Regions from separate parts of the Danio rerio genome. Here region 1 is linked to region 2. The links are chromatin contacts, called in public Micro-C maps. All regions are on one chromosome and are shown on one strand. Each heading gives the region's core, a stretch centred on a gene start, on an enhancer-like site or on the middle of the called end of the contact. The rest is flanking DNA. Distances are from core to core; before and after follow the strand shown. Region 1 holds the start of xrcc3 (X-ray repair complementing defective repair in Chinese hamster cells 3). Region 2 holds the start of ppp1r13bb (protein phosphatase 1, regulatory subunit 13Bb).

Region 1 (4,336 bases), core at 1,034-3,533, 170 kb after region 2:
GATGTATGGAAGTGCAGCTGAAGTGGAGATTTATTGCTCATTACAGGAGAATTTTTATTAGAAAGCAGCCATTAAAAATGTATTGTAACTGAAAACTACAGACACAAATTGATGAACTGCAACAGAATAAAATCTTTTAAAAAGGTATATGTTAAATGTTTTCCTTTCATAATCATAATATTAATAATAATAAATCAAAATATGAAAAGCAATAAAGTTCAAAAAAAAAAAATAATAATTAAAACAATGTCTGGCCTAAACCGGAGTTTCTGTCAGTCTCACCAGGTCTGCTGCATGCTCGATGTAGATGTTGTCACTAAAACGCAGACTGTGGATCAGGGCTGGCGGCAGGTCAGGTCTGAGCCGGGGCTGCTGGGTAATGAGTTGCCGTAGTCGTTTGATAGGGAAAGAATCCTCAGTGCAAATGTAAACAGCCCCTGTTAGGTGACAGCATTAAAAGTTGTTTAAATCAGCATTTCATCTGAACTTTGTCCAAATGAGTACTTTCTTCAGTTCTGAAAACACCCAATAAAATGTAATTTGTTGCAAAAATTTTTTAAATATCACAAAATCTTGTCGAGAATGAAAGAATCATTTGATAACATTAAAAAAAAGCATTAATTAAGAACGATCACAGTATGTGCACTACCTGAATTCAGTCCTCCGTGTTCTTGTGGATACTGGACAGACAAGCAAAGCTGCAAACAAAACTGGGTTTTTCCAGCAGCGCTCTCGCCTGCCAGTTCTGTTATTCCTCGTAATGGGAGACCACCACGCATCAGACCGTCCAGAACAGGGCAGGCAAAAGAGAGCCGGTGTCCAGGCTCCAAAACAGGACATTCTCCCTGGATCAACTGCAATGCTGAGAAGTCAAAATAATAGTTTTGCTCAAAATATTATTTATTAGCTTAACCATGTTTTTGTTGATTTAGGACTCACACTCACGTTGTTTGTGCTTGAAACAGACTAGAGACCTACTGTATAATCAGCTTTTATTAATGAAATTAACTTACTATATTTGATTTTTATAATGTAATGAATATAACTTTTAAATAGAGAGCTGGTTCTGTTTAATGTTGGTTTACGAGCAAATTTCTTGTTTCTTCATTAAACAGATTTAAAAATAGTATTTTTAAATATCCGGAAATTGTTTATAAAGTTTAGATTTATTTGACATGGTTGACTTTTAAAGCAGGGGTTTTTTAGTCTATTTTATTTTTTCTATTTACATCCTAAAATGTAAAAGATATCTATATAATGTACATAATGTTGTATACTGTAAATAATTAATATTATAAATAGCGCTAAATATTATATTGGCAATGTTTATTTTCTATTCTTGCATTATATTTACAACTCATTTACTTTACTTTTAAGCTAATTATAATTCATTCTAATCTAGTTTGTATCTTTTCTAGATAATCTATTTCACATGTTTATATGAACAACAATTTCAGATGTTTACATAAATCTTATTTCATCTTTTTTTCTTATTTGTTAAAATCATATAAATATTCAAAGAATTTAAAGGCATTGATCACCCAGAAATACAAATGCTGTCGTCATTTCCTTATTCTTGACTTATTACAAACCAGTTGAGTTTGTTGTTCTCTTGAACACAAAAGTTATTTTAAAGAATGTTGGAAAGTAGGACGGAAATCACTATGAAAGTCAATAGTTACAGGTTTCCAACATTTATCGAAATATCTCATTTTATATTCAACAGAACAAAAACACCTCAAACGGTTTTGAAACAAGTCAAGGGTGAGAAAATGATGACAGAATTTTCATTTTTTGGGGGGAGAACTGTCTCTTTGATCAAATAAAATCAGAAAAAAAGTTCTGTAATTACCTCTATAACAACACCGGATGTTTAAAATTAAAATAATACAAAAGTATAACCTGTGACGGGTTTAGACTTGCGCACAGAAGCCGCTACCGCCTGATGAAGACGCTGGACATCAGCCTTTGACAAGCGCGTCAGTCTCTGCAGATCTGGACCAGATACACACAGGATCTCTTTGGCTGATCTAAAATTGCCTAAACATTGAAATAACGTTTAACACGAAGATAAATAAACTGTAACGCACTCTCTCAGCAATGTATCGCAATAAGGGATTGTTTATCAACCTTTTTTAACAGCAGCAATAATCCTTGGATTCAGCTCAAGTTGTTCCCACTCCATCACCAAACTTGAATCTCCATAATAACAGTTTAACGTTAATAAAACAATGAATAAACATTTCAACTAACGTTAACTAAAACTATTTGCGCACATTTTGAACTGCACGATGTTTACTTCCCGGTCATTGTGTCATATAGTCTGTCAAAATTAAAGTCTTAAATCCAGCCGGCTAACGATATTTATTTACGTTTCTTCAAAGACATGCAGTAAGAAGCAATACATATAAAGAACAATACTTAATTTTAACAAAACAAAAAGAGAATAGCGTTAGCGTAACGGCTAAAGCACTGACCCTTCATATTATCGCGCTTTAGAGCTGGGGTTTGCCACTGGTTCAGTTAAATCAATATGGGGGTGTTTTGAGTTTAGGCTATTACATAAAACGATCAAATGGTATTGTAGTAATATACATTCAGCATTTATATAATTCTAAGGTATTTAGGTTCACACACAATACGTATAAGCAAAATAAACTCATGATAACAATTAAAATAAGAACTTTTGGATATTGGCCACCCCTCTATGTTCTGTTTTTAGAACAGCCCTTAATGTTGTGTTTCAGTTGGGTAGATGGACTGATCTGGAAAGTCACAATAGTATGTTGTTATGAATTAAATGAAGTATTTTACCAAAACAGATTGATTTAACTCTTTTAAACATGTTGGTCATAGTAAAACAGGATTTGCTATCTAAATAGTTTATCAAACAACAAGAAATACGACTGGATACGGTTTTAAAGTTGTTGAGCTAAAGTCTTTACTTCCTTTGACTGGTGAGTGGCTATCTTACTGTTAAAGGCTAGCGTAAATTGTGTATGTTTATGTTACATTATGAAATAAAGAATAAAGCGATAAACTAAGCTGTTTGTAGAATGTTTAGGGTCGTATCATTCAAGCTAGCTTTCATTCTGTAGCATATGTGCACATACATAAACCATATCAAAACATTAGCTTAGCAAAAATAACGTTACTATTGATGTGCATTAGAACATAAAACATAAAATAAAATGAATCCTAATATAAGAATATAGGAATCATGACCGACAATGAACAGGGCGACAAATGTGCATTGTGTATCCGGCATGCTAACTGTCGCGTAGCAGAGCGGAATATGCAAGACCAATGAAGCCGTGCGACCCGAGTTCAATCCCCGTTGAAGATAAGGTTCTGTTGAAAACATTATATTGCTGGTTATTCGGTTTTAATACGTGTTTTATGTTTATAATATCTTAATAACAAGAAACTGACAAAAACATAAAAAACAGTATGTTTTGTAAAGTGTTTCCTGTTCTGTAATGGAGTTGGTGTGTGCTCCTCAGGTCTAAGTCTTCAGTCAGTATGAGTCGCCAGTGCAAGAACTGTGGTGGATCGGACATCGACACAGATCCAGCCCGGGGGAGTGCAGTCTGCACAGCCTGTGGTTCGGTTCTGGAGGATAACATCATTGTGTCTGAGGTTCAGTTTGTGGAAAACAGTGGAGGAGTCTCTTCAGCCGTCGGCCAGTTTGTGTCTGCAGATGGTAAGAGCTGTTTTCTTAAACCTAAAAAAATGATAGTTGGGATCATGCCCCATGTTTCAGGGAAATCTGTATGCTTGGTCACTTGGAGTGCCTTTTACTATAATAAATTATAATTTTTTGAAAAAAAATAAATGCTCAAATGAAAATACAGAAAGAAAATATAGAGAAAATATACCGAAATCAAAAATAGGAAAAGATTTCTCACAGATAATGTTTTAAACTCTTTTATGCTTTTGCACAATTTAATTTATTGGCTAGCCACAGTCTAAACATGTTCTCACAGAAGCACATACCCCTGAACCTTAACTCGTATAGTTATCTTGTAAAACCCAGTATAAGGTAAGTACACTGTAAGAACATGTTCAGTACACATACTGTAAAATAAAGTACATTTAAAATGTGGTAGGATGAAATTAAATTATAATGCATTTTAATGCAGCTGGTCTAAATGGTCAAAACTCAACCTAAAAACTACAATAAAATTAAAACTTGATGTTCATTCACTATCAGACAATCCAAGATATAGATGCCTTTTTTATTTGCAGAACATTAAAGGCGATTTATAGGTTGAACTGGATGTACTATGGTGTTCCATTAAAGTTAACTTAACCAGCTAGATAATTCAAAATCCAT
Region 2 (4,474 bases), core at 1,812-4,311:
ATACTGAAAATCATTTTTGTTAAAAAAAAAATCACGATTCTGAATGGACCAAAGCAAAATAATTTAAGTTCTGACAATGTTATTTGCTGCAGTGTCATTTTTTTCCCCCTATGTGTTCTATAATCTAAATTATTTTAATCTGATTGAATGAATGATTCAATATCTCGCTAAGACTTATTTCATTCATTACTTAGATTCAGAGATTTTTGAAGAATCTTTTTAACAAATCATTCAGTGACAAGTTTTTATGGTTACTTGTCGCCACCTATTAACAAAATATTGTAATTGCTTTAAACTTAAAGTCTGCATGAAATCCAAATTCAAGTGGTACTTTCTTTTGCTAGTGCACATTATTAGCCTTAAGATTAACATATTAATCCACTGAAAAAAATTAACATTTTAATTAAATTAATTTTAATTAATTTCATACCATTTGCTACCACTTTTTAAAACATTTGCTAATTTGTTATGTGAAGGTTTAGCCACACCCTTCCAACAGTTAAAGGTGATCTTCCACAATGCTAAGCTTCGCATAAATCTCAAATCAGTCCCTCCCCTGCCGTCCAGAGCTATGCCTCCTGAAACAGGAGTACGCGCACCTTAAAGATTACAGCAGAACCCACTCTCGTGTGTTAAAAGCAACTAGTGCTTGTCCGGCGGCGTGCAGGAATTAGACTCATTACTAAGTCAAACTGACATGCTATTTCAGAGTGAATATTTAGAGTTGCATGGTAAACAATATAGGGAAAGACTAGATGGAATAGCGCTTTTTATTTATGTTTTGTTGTAAACTAATTAAAATCTACGTTATTGATGCTGTAAAGGTCGCTTATGAAGTGAAAGTAGTCTTATAAATCTTTCACCGGAAGATTTTAGTGGCTGAACAACATTACTGGGAAGATATAACCCATTTGTAACAACAACATCTAACATTACATCAGCTTTGCGTGAAGCTAAAATAGTTTTAAAACAAAACATTACCTGTCCAAGAGAAATCCTTCTCCAGTGTGCAAAGGTAACTCCAATATTGATTAAGGTTTTTAAAAAGTTTTGATTCACCATGTTTTTGCTGATCGTGCGTGCGTACTCTCGATCTTGTGAACGCGCAGCACGTCTATGCACCAACAGCGGTCGGCGAAGCTGCGTACAAAAGGCTGAGCAGTTGATCAAATCTGATTTTGCTGACGGACAGATTGGGCTACTTATCGGAATTATGAGAGATGTCGGCCCGACTCAATTGACTCAATTTTTTTAGTTTTATGCCTTACCCAAAATATAAAAATACATATAAATACATTTAGATCATTTACTTTAATCAGTTAAAATGTGAAGAGACTTTTAACCAGCACAACAACAAAAGTTTCTGAAGACAATCACCTACTGCACCTTTAATTGGCTTTGAGTGAATGAGGGGAGCGCAAAAATAAAGTCCCGCCCCCTACTCAAAATACTATTTCAGTTGTAAAGGGATCATATTAATGTAATAAAAGACTGTAGTAATGTGCTTTATGCAGACTTTAATTTAAAGGGTCAAGTTGCTTTCAAATTGTGTTTTGATGGCTACTGTAGGTATCCGTGTTTGCATCCCAACTATAAACCTTAATTCCAGCATTTCTCTGTCATTTTCAATGCTTGTAAAACATTAATAGTGGTATTATTAATATTGATAATAATGGCTGAAAAGTCTACATACAAACTATTTTGTTTGTGATGACTGTTCTATCTGTGTCAACTTCAGCATTAAATAGTCTTTTTGTAGATTATTATTATTTTAACATTGTAAATTACAATTCTGTGATTGAATCCATGATTCCATTCATTTATTTTGCATCAAGGAAATCATAGGGCCCTAAATTATTTTGTGAACCCTCTAGCTTTAGGGCTTGGAGCCCACTTTGAGAGCCCTTGGTCTAAAATGATGAGGAAGGCTAATTTATAGGACAAGTTTTTCACACATTCGCTAACATGAATTCTCTTTTCTCACAGAACCTGCACATTGATCGGGCCACCGGAGCATCATTCCCCGAATCCCCATCTCCTCTCTGTACATCTTCCCCTGAAGAACTTCACCTGGATATCTGTATTTTGTTTTATGCAAACAATAAAATGCTTGAATTGGATCCACTCTATGGACAATACACTGCTTTTGTGGTCTTTCACTTTCTCTTGCAGGAAATTGGTATCAGCAAATGTGCAGCTGCTTGATTGTTAACTTATGAAAATAAACCATTAAAGATGTCCTGCCAAAATCTTTTAATGGGCTAGTCATTGAGTCACAGTTGCATTTGTTTTGTAGGACATGAATCAAAACTATTTTTAGCTGATGTTAAATTCTCACTGAAAATGTCTAGTGTGAATATTTGCATGCAATGTTTTATAATACACAGTTTTTGTTGTCGTTTTGTCATATTTTGTAGATAGTAATTATTGTTGTTGACCAGTAGTGGGCGTTTAAGGACTGTCCAGCACTTTAGATATGTACAAAAAAAATCTATTGTATCTTGTCACAAATCTAAAATTTGTTTAACCTTAAAAAGAAAACTCTAAATATACAATTTAAAGTTATACGTCACACGTTGTAATTTGATGAGGAAACTTGTCTTGATGTTGAACGTCTGCAAAATAAGAATCCCACGGTTCTTTGAGATTAAAGATTAAACACGTGCGAGTAGCTGCACTTTCATTCACTTTCAAGTGAACTAACAACTAATGTGTCTGGTCAAACTAAGGGCGTATCATGTCCGTTTGATTTTCACCTCGGATATTTTAGTGACTAAACAAACAAACATCCATAAGTCACTCCACATTCCTGTCATTCTTGGTCTGCGTGTGCAATCATTTAACACAAGAGCGCGAGCTCGGCCATTTCAGGGCAGTGTTTCTAGACTTATATTGCTTTTGCTTTAATTCTTTAACGAATATCACGCCAATAACTGACAGCATTCGGAGGAATACGCCTGTTCTGATTTGGTTTCCACCCATTCGCTTCACGTATCGCAGCGTTTTCACCTGGCTTCGGCTAGCAGGCTAACTAGTTTAGCTATCTCGCGAGTTAATCGATACTCGGCTGCTTTCAGGATACGAGGAACACCCCATGCACAGTTTTCTGAACGATTATGGCACACGTCTACACCTGACATGTAAGTAAAATGTTGTTTTACCCACCGTGTGTGTACATTTTTTGTGTTTGTTAACATGATTGCACACCGGGATGTTTTTAGTCGTGCTAGCTGGCTAACAGATGTGGAGAACTGTTAATATAAACAGGGCGGAAAGAGGAAAACAATATTTACTGAACATATTTAAAACCGCATCGTTGAATTAAACGTTTTGTTTCGATTAATTAATTGTAAGTCATTCAGTATGAGGAGTAAATGAGTTACGGGTTCTCAGCGGGTGTGTAAAACATCCAAACATCTGCCATTTCAATACACACGCTCAGCTGATTATCCAGTTAAGCGAGTTTTAAAGCGTCTCTTTAATTTTTTTAGTCAAATGAAGGCGATCAAAGCAAGTGATAACCAGTTGCTTGTCGCGTTAAAGCGTTCAAAAGATGTGAAATGACACGATGTACGGAGTCGTGGCCTGTTTGGCCTGTGTTTATCAGTGCTGTGGACATTGATGTGCCAGTGATGCTGCAAGTGAAGTTGTTTTTAATCCCATACAGAGGGCTGTGATCTCGGTTGGATGTTTTGAAAGGCAAATCGAAGCTGAAGACCAGATGTTCCTCTGACAAAAGTGAAGATGATGCCTGTGAGTAAATCACGCTCCTCAAATCAGCAATGCAGTTTTGTTTACATGCATGATAGGCGAACATTTGTGAGCCCCCATCACTGTATCATCCGTTATATGTATGGTATCGTTGAAACAGCTCAGTCCATTGTGGAAAGAATGTACAGTGTGTTGAGTTATACACACTAGTGTGAATGTGAAAGTCCTCATTCAGATGCATTGTGGGCTGCCTAGAGCCTTGCCAAGGGATCCATAATGGGATACTTTTCAGAAAGCTGTTAATGGGCTGTGGATGGGAATATTCTCAGTACAGGAGTGTTATCTGTGCCTCATGTTGTGTTGTTTAATCTCCACTGATAATTTAGCTTTTTAAAGAGGCAAATAGTCAGTTCTAATAAAGAACTGTTCAAAAATAGATGTTTTTATTTTTTTATTTTATGACAAGTCTTTTGTCCGTACACACTGCTTTTTTCTCTAGTGCTAATGGAAGCTATTAGTTTTATGATGTTGATATGCTGTTGCTTGTTAAAGAGAATCTCTTTTGCACCCTAGCGCCTTTATAGTTTCAGTAATGCTAAATCATTATTGGCAGTTTTATGCCCCTCCCTCTATGTTCAAAGGGTCTCAAGACTGGAGTAAATATGTTGGTTGGCAGCACTGAAACCAAATGCTGCACTTCATGTTTATTCCTTATGATCTTTATTGTTATCTGTAGGAGCTAAAATGATCTGCAATAATGTGA

What was found. Hi-C and Micro-C count contacts between places; a contact is called where the count stands out from the background.
Region 1: a contact with region 2 is called in a Micro-C map of caudal fin, with 9 times the contacts expected there. The contact joins the promoter of xrcc3 here to the promoter of ppp1r13bb in region 2. A contact is called at or near these places in 4 of 18 Hi-C or Micro-C datasets (caudal fin, embryo, hematopoietic stem cells and 1 more) and 1 of 4 datasets of contacts at active chromatin or transcription factors (embryo).

The regions. Positions count from the first base shown.
Region 1 is chr20:23,443,723-23,448,058 of GRCz12tu, forward strand. It overlaps xrcc3 (X-ray repair complementing defective repair in Chinese hamster cells 3), which reads right to left and starts at 2,284. Exons shown (of 7, transcript NM_001013541.1): 1 at 2,131-2,284; 2 at 1,903-2,040; 3 at 650-862; 4 at 283-437. The coding sequence starts at 2,185. It overlaps brf1b (BRF1 general transcription factor IIIB subunit b), which reads left to right and starts at 2,746. Exons shown (of 19, transcript NM_199889.1): 1 at 2,746-2,957; 2 at 3,504-3,703. The coding sequence starts at 3,523.
Region 2 is chr20:23,270,794-23,275,267 of GRCz12tu, forward strand. It overlaps ppp1r13bb (protein phosphatase 1, regulatory subunit 13Bb), which reads left to right and starts at 3,062. Exons shown (of 18, transcript NM_001044824.2): 1 at 3,062-3,140; 2 at 3,668-3,753. The coding sequence starts at 3,745. atp5mj (ATP synthase membrane subunit j) reads left to right here. Exons shown (of 6, transcript NM_001135972.3): 6 at 1,987-2,666. The coding sequence ends at 2,000.